2 separate regions of the Rattus norvegicus genome follow, and region 1 is linked to region 2. Evidence: chromatin contacts called from public Hi-C data. All regions are on one chromosome and are shown on one strand. The core of a region is the stretch at or near the end of the contact, and the rest is flanking DNA. Distances in the headings are between cores, read along the strand shown. Region 1 holds the start of Wipf3 (WAS/WASL interacting protein family, member 3). Region 2 has its middle 39 kb from the start of Wipf3.

Evidence for each region. Hi-C and Micro-C count contacts between places; a contact is called where the count stands out from the background.
Region 1: a contact with region 2 is called in a Hi-C map of frontal cortex, with 2.0 times the contacts expected there. The contact joins the promoter of Wipf3 here to the enhancer-like site in region 2. A contact is called at or near these places in 3 of 12 Hi-C or Micro-C datasets (frontal cortex, kidney and prefrontal cortex).

What each region holds. Positions count from the first base shown.
Region 1 is chr4:84,878,795-84,882,770 of GRCr8, forward strand. It overlaps Wipf3 (WAS/WASL interacting protein family, member 3), which reads left to right and starts at 2,001. Exons shown (of 9, transcript NM_001398730.1): 1 at 2,001-2,132.
Region 2 is chr4:84,840,274-84,844,086 of GRCr8, forward strand. No RefSeq gene overlaps it. Among named protein-coding and RNA genes, the nearest start is that of Wipf3, 39 kb to the right of the region's middle. Within about 2 kb of position 1,303, at least 14 of the 93 cell types and tissues checked have an H3K27ac peak or open chromatin away from gene starts, as enhancers often do.

The DNA.
Region 1 (3,976 bases), core at 751-3,250, 39 kb after region 2:
CTACTATATTAATTTTGATAAGGTTTGTTGTTTGTTATTGTTATTGTTGTTGTTTGAGGGGTTTTGCTTTGTTTTATCTTGGTAGTACGGGGAATTGAACTCAGCTAGACAAGTATGCTAAAGTCTAGGTGGTCAGGTAAGGTACTGGTACCTTAGTCTTTAACTGGACACCATTCTGAATTCTGTCCATAGAGAGAATGGGGAGAGCAGCTTAGCTATTTGGAACATGGCTCCCAGGGACTTAATCCTTTGGCAATGTCCAGAGGAAAAGACACAGGGAGTACCACATGTGCCACGAGACACTGAGCTCTTGAACACAAAAACTTCATGATGCTTTCAGCCCCAAATAGCCCCACTCTACCAACACCACTGCTTTGAATCAAGCATTTAAAAAGCTGAACTAGTATATCCTTCAGATATAGTCCAGCTGCAAGATAAATGACTATGTCTGTTCAACTAGTTTGTGCTTTGGGGCTCCATAGAAGACCTGGTGGGACTATGGAGTAACGAGAGTGAGGATTAACAACCGAAGACTGTCTTTGGCAATTGCTCGTACAGAATGGCTAGTGACTTTTAGTTGAAGTATACTCTTCATGTCTCATGTCTGGGATCATGTATTATCATTCTACACATAACCCCTTCTTCGCCTAAATCAAGAGAAAGTTGAATATTTGTCAGTACAAAAGTGAAAGACATAACTGAGTGTATTTTTTAAGGTTTGTTTATTTATTTTATGTGTGTATACTGTCACTATCCTCAGACACACTAGAAGAGGGCATCTGATCCCATTACAGATGGTTGTGAGCTGCCAAGTGGTTGCTGGGAATTGAACTCAGGACCTCGGGAAGCGCAGTCATTGAGTGCTCTTAACCTCCGAGCCATCTCTGTGGCCCTCCTGAGTGTAATCCTTGCTATAGCCATAAGCTTGTCAGGCTATAAACATAAGTAATTAGCAAAGTCGCCAAGGTCTACTGGGGATATAAACTTGGACCATGTGAATGGAGAGATAGGCTGCAATCCTGTGTGGTAGCCAGCTGCTGGCACTGACTCCCTCAAGGGTGCTCCCAGTACTGGAGCCAGGGCTTTGACAGTAGAGAGCCTGACGCCTTAGCTAGTGCACTGTAGGACCTCGCAGAGCAACAAGCTCACAAAAGAACCTCAAGCACTGAAGGACCAGTCAAGAGTCCAGCAGGACATCCTTATCTGGCAGGAATGCCTAAGATGTGAGAAACAGGAAATGCCAGCCTGAAGCAGCACCTGGAGCAGCACAGTGTCTACAGTAGCTTCCGACACCAATCTGCATCCTCCAAGCTCTGGACAGTGGGACAGTGAAGTGACACAGGGACTTGCTTGCCACCCAACTTCACTGGGAAGGCTTACTCTAGATTTCAAACCGCCTTCTTTCCCCTTTAGCCCCACCCGAAGCCCTACCTGCGCACCTCCCTGTGTTACCAGGATACCAGGATATTTTGAGCTCACCTTTCTCTGGGCGCAAGCTTTTCTGCCCATCCTACCCCCGCCCCCAGCTCTCTCCACCCACACACCCACCGCCGCCTTTCAAGCCCAGGTCTAAATTGGGTGTACAGGGATGTACTGGATGTCTTCTTGGCTCTGTATTATATGTACCTGCTCATGCTCATGGGGACAACAGGCTGTCCCGTTCTCCCTTTGTCCCTTTGCTTATAGCGCTGTAGCAGGCTTAGCGAGGGCTCCGAAATGTTTGTAATATATAGATGAGGTGGCGTGCAGGGGAACTCCAGCCCTTGGCTCCATTGTCCCCTTGGCTCACACTCGGGACTCTGTACCTGGGAGCTGCGCTGCGCAGCCAGGACCGCCTCCTGGGTGCCAGAGCCACCCCGCCCTCTGGGTCGCGTCCCGGGGAGCCGGGCGGCGAGGCTCCAGGACGGCCGCCAGGAGCAGGTGGGGGCGGCGGCTCCGCCTCCGCGTCCCGGCAGCGCCTAAGCCCAGCCGGGAGAGCTTGGAGCGCAGAGCCCAGCTCAGCCAGGCGCGCAGAAGCAACGCCAGGCACTGCCGGCAGATCAACTGGGATCCTCGAGGCGGCAAGAGGACAGGGACAGCGGGGACCGCGACTCCAGTAAAAGTCCAGTCGGCCCGGTTACGGCCAGCTGCAGGTAGCTGCACCGCTCGCGTCCGGGCCCTGAGTGGAGTGGCGGGCTCGGGTTGTCGTGGGGGTAGTGGGGACAGTCCTGAGGTGTAGTAGCCTTTGGCGGTGTTAGGGACGCTGGGCGCGAGTCTTCAGGACCCCCTCCAGACTGCAGTCCCCAGCCACGACTAGATCTTGGCGGTGCTCCGAGCAGCCCTAGCGGCAGCCACTCGCTCCCCGCCCGCCACCGGCCCGAAAGGGACCATGGCCACACGAGGTCACTTCAGGGCTGTCTGGTGACCTCCCAGGACAGCACTCTTTAGTAAGCAGCTTCTGGCACGGAGGCCTCTTAGGCCTGATGCCCCAAGGGGGCTCTGCTTCCCTTCCTCAAGTCACCCCTGAGAACAAAAGGGTGGGTCTCCCTGGTGTGAGGGGTGCTCCTAGAAGGGGTGCTGGCGATTAGGAGAGATCTGGGGACCTGCACAATCAGACAAGGATTGAGGACACTGGACCATCCCCCAGGAAGAAAACCAGTTCTGGAGGGAGAAGTGACTTATCCAAGGTCACACAGTTCCTGGTGACAGAGCTTGGCCAGGAGCTGGTGTGCTGACTCCCGGGAGGCTTATCTGCAAGCCTGCTGAGGTCAGGAACCAGAGAGTGTGTGTGTCTGTCCATTATCTCTAGCCACTCATTTACATCTGGCCACAAATGGCCTTTAAAGTCCTTTGGAGGTGTGCAGGACTGGGTAAGTGCGGCTATTTCCCCCTGAATACCCATTCTCTTGTGGGAACAAATGCCTTCTTCTGCATACCTTGAGTGTTCTTCAGTTGGATAGATAATCTGCGCAGAAATCCAGGAAGCCTGTCTAATGGCCCCAGGACAAACCAGAAGCATCTCTGACACACAATCTGGGGACACTGTGAGGAAAGTTTCCAGTGGGACATTGGCATTCCTCCTCTGTGCCTGGGGTCCTTGGATGTAGATGAAGGCATTTGTTGGGCAGACTTGTGTGACTTTTAAAGCTTGTGCACGTCCATCTCCTTGCTAGAAGCCCCGTAACCTCAGAGAGGTTCAGGAGAGGGTTTCTTGTCACTAGTTAGTATCGTAATCCTCAGACACTCCAGCCTTGTTCTTAAGGTTCACTCCTTTTACTTTCTGTGTAAGTCTTCTGAGGTGCAGGACTGTGTGCCTGGTGCCCCTAGAGGTTGGAAGAGGGCATTGGATCCCCTGGACTAGGGTTATGGATGTATTGCTCTTGAGCCACTGAGTGTGTATTGGAAATGAATCCTGCTCTGTCTACAAGACCAGGGGTTTCACCGATAAACTCTCTGTTCAGCCCCAGCCTTCTTCTAAAAGCCATCCTCTCTAAACTATAAAGTAGTAGTAGTAAAGGTCAGAAGTGGCTGCCTTTGGACTTCCTACTGGCCTGGACAGGTCTTCAAGGCACTTTGGGTCTGGACTCACTCCCCATACATTGAAACGCAGGAAGTTATGTGCTTTAGACATGTGCACACCACTTGTGGCTTTTTTTTTTTTACTTCAATAACAACTTAAGTAGATATTTGATGCCGAAGGGCGTCCACCATGGCAGTGCTCAGACTGCTGCAGACTCCCAGCTAATGTGCTTTAGAGATGCATTTCAAACACGGAAAAACCAAATCAGGAAAACAGGGAGTAGGACAGGGGAGGAAAGAAAAAAAACAGTGCAGAAGTAGCAGGAAACGGCTGGACACTGTAGACGCCTCCATATGCATTAACTTAAGAGTCCTGTGGTTTCTGTAATCATTGTGCCTTTCCACAGATGAGAAATACAGAGAGACAGGGGTCTGTCACTTCAAATGGCAAACGCACCACCCATATGCAATTTTTGGT
Region 2 (3,813 bases), core at 53-2,552:
TGTGTATATATATAAGATATATATATATCTTAGGGGTTGGGGATTTAGCTCAATGGTAGAGCGCTTGCCTAGGAAGCGCAAGGCCCTGGGTTCGGTCCCCAGCTCCGAAAAAAAGAACCAAAAAAAAAAAAGATATATATATATATCTTTAAAATGTTGATGTTAGTCATGTCTGCACACTTGCGATAGTTTGTTTTCTTAAGTGTTTTGTAATTGGGGGTTTGACCCCCCTACTCAATAGCTAGTTGTTATTATCGTTGTCATTTGAACAAGCAAGCAGTCAATGTTCATCTCAGCAGTTGAGAAAACAACACGGAAGGCAAATGCAGCCTACAGAATCCAAGTAGGACCCAGCCAAGCTGTGATAGCCAATTGTTGAATTGGTTGTGTATGCAAGCACTGGAAAGATTTTGTGAGGAGTTTATTTGTCCAGAAGGAACTGTTGGTGTTTGCTTCAGATACCCTACAGCTGCATAGTCTGAAAGTGTGACATTTAATCCCTTGCCGTATAGTTTGTTAGATGATAAAGGTGGTCTGTGATTATGCGTGTGGTGGACTTCTCCATGCATCTGTAATATATAAATGGAAATAAAAAACATTTTCTTTCATCTCCTTTTTCTGTGAATGAATTTTTTCTAGTCACCTCTTTTACCTGGCAGAGCAGCCATTGGAGGATCCAGGTTTAATACAGGTCACAGCCTCAAATATGTCCTTCAAATGTCTGCTAACACTCAAAGTGCTGGGTCTCTGCGATTGGAAATGCTTTTAGTTCAGTACAATGTCATCAGTAACGGATTGTACTATTTCTTGTCTCCGTTCCCCAAAATGATTTCCATAATTTTTGCAAACTGTGCATATTAAATGATGGATTCAGCGAAGATTTCTCGGTGTTTTATAAAGAGGAGACATTCAGAATGCCTGCTTACAGTGTCACGAGAAGCCAGAGCTCCAAACTGCATTCTGTAATCACTCACTCTCAGAGAGGCTGACCAGCAGCCCACTGAGAGGGCCTGACATCAACAACTCGGTGCATTCTTAAGTCTTTGATTGTTGAACTTTTCCATGACCTCTGCATCCTTCTGCTCAAATAATAACCTAAAAGCTGGCAATTTTCTGGAATGCTCTTTAGAAAACACTGGTTTAAATAATAATAGTGGGAGTCTGGCTGCTAATGGGCAGGAGTCCTTCTCGACATACCTGGAGATGTGCCAAGGAAAGCTTTGCAAACTAATTGTCTTTTGTCTGGTTTGGATCCCAGGCGAACCCAGAAGCACTGTGAACATTCTCCCCCATCCTGGCCAGAGCACGGAGCTCATGTTATCTCTCTTCACAGAAGGGAGAAGAGGAAACATTTTCCATTCTAGCTCTTGTTTTTGTACCCAAAAGTTTCCATGATTTTATTATGCGTGAAAAACTTTCCAAACCCAGTGACATGTGATCAACTTGGTGGAACAGTTGTGTAAAATCAGTCTTGCCATTTTTGAATAAGGAAACATTATATTTATTTTTAGACCATAGCATGTCTTCTCTCTGACAGCTCAGGAACAGACAGCACTGACGCAGAACCTCCCAGAGATCGACTTCTGACTGAAGGATGAAAGTTAAGCTACATTTCCCAAAGCTGAAGAAGTTTAAATGAGCTGCCTAAACAGAACACAGTCCCACGCAGCAGCCATGTGTCACGACCCACGAATCCGGCTTTACTGGCAAAGCTTTCGCACTAGGTAAAGCACAGGGATTCCAGGCGCTGCAGCAGGAGTGTTCCAAATTGTGGCACTGCGTCGTTTGGGAAAGCCACTGTGCCAACATTTTTACAAACCACATGAATATAGCGTTGCTGTAGAATTTATAATAGTTCAATGTTAAAACTAAAATATACACAGGAAGTAAATAGGAAATCCCAGATTTTGCTAGTAAATGTTGTTGTTGTTGTTGTTTGGCTAGAGTAAAAGTATACCTGAAGGTTGGGACCTGAGCTGGAGGTCTATCAACCTCTGAATTCTGCCTTTGAAAATCCCCTTTTGTAGTTGGGTTGCAGATTCGCCTTATTTAGCTTTAAGGGGAAAGAAAAGTATACACCAAAGAGCAACCAGGGAAAAGCCAATCAACAGATCCCTGAAAGTGTACTGAGAAACTCCTCCGTGTAAGGGATTTAGAGAAGCGGGGCTTTCTTCCCGTTAGATGTTCCCAAAACTTGTCTGAGACGTACGTGTACATATGTGTGAAAATGCAGAAACAGGGCATCTCCACTGTCTCTAGTACTGGTGTGATGCCCTCTAACAAGGCCTCTGTTGACCCCTGGCTAAACTGTCTCTGAAGCTGTAGACAACGTCGAATTCGTGGTATAAGTAAAAAGTAAAAGTTTCTAGATATGATTCCCGAATCACTGAAGATAACAGGGATGATGCATCTCGACATGAGCCTCTTTGTCTCCCTGAAATTCCCAGCTGTGTGAACAGTGTCCCTCCTATGTTAGAAAAACTAGAGGTACAGGAATGGGGACAATAGGGTTTGTCCCTTGGGTATGTGTATTGGGTTTGTGTATTGGGTTTGATGAGAGGATCACACTCCTACCCGGACTCTTGGTCTTTAAAACGCCCTTTGACATTGCAACTCCACATACACAAACATCAGTGGGAATGCTTCCTAAGGAGACAGGACATCCTTGGAAGCCTTCATGAGTTGTGAGGCAGCCAGAGGGACTCCTGACCACACTTACTGACATGTCTTTGTGTGTTTCCTCGGTGTCTCCTGAGGAGAGAAAAGCGTATGTATACAGCTCAGCTGGATTCTGGGTTTCAGCAGGGAATATCAGAAGGTGGGTAAAAGAAAATGAGGTCTTTGGTAAAGTCATGAGAAGGGCACAGCAAGTGAATGAAGGCAGAAACGGCCCTCTGTGCTCCACGTTCAGATTCAATTAAACACGGGCTCAAAATGGTGTGTAGGGTGTTAGTATGCAATGGTAGAAAACATGTACAAACTTTTCCTATACAGAGTAAGTCTCTAAACAACTGTTTTCATAACCTCCCCATTGTATTTAGCATAACTAGAGGTGATTTAAGATATAAAAGGGAAGGTTCTAGTTTATACATAACACTACACGTTTTACATAAAGGACTGGAGCATCCACAGATCTGAATACCAAAAGAATTCCTGGGACCAGTCCTTCCACAAATACCAAAGAACAGATCCTGTGAGCCAGGGGGCAGGCTTGCTTTGGCTAAGTTGACATGATCAGCAAGGAAAAGCATCGAGTCCCCATCCCACTCCCTGATTCCCTCCATCCATGAAGAAAGGCTATGCTTCTGGGCACACTGCACATTCATAGCTAGAGAAGAGCCTGGGATGGACCTCCTTAGGCTTCCACTTTTTACAGTGTGACTGTGAGGACGGCTTCCCAGATATGGAGTGACTGTTGCAATATAGGTAGGTGCCAAGTGACATAGAATTTACTAAAATACACAGGTATTCAGCATTCGACAACCTATGTGATGCTGGTACCAGGATACCCAATCCCAAGGGAAAGTGAGTTAGCCAAGTCAGAGATGTTTCACTATCAGTCTTCATGAACCTTGAGGGTCATGATCCCAGCTTGCCTCTCTGCTGAGCCATACAAAGCTGGACACTTCTACATGGGATTTGCAGCATTTCTTGATCCTGTGAAAGGAAGCACCAACTTCATATACAGGTTTTTGTTTTTTTTTATGTGGTGCCATGACCCTTTATGGTGGTTTTATAACTGGCCATATTGATTTAAACATGGACTCAACAGGCCACTATGAATATGAGAACTGCTTAGGTCTGGTGGACTTT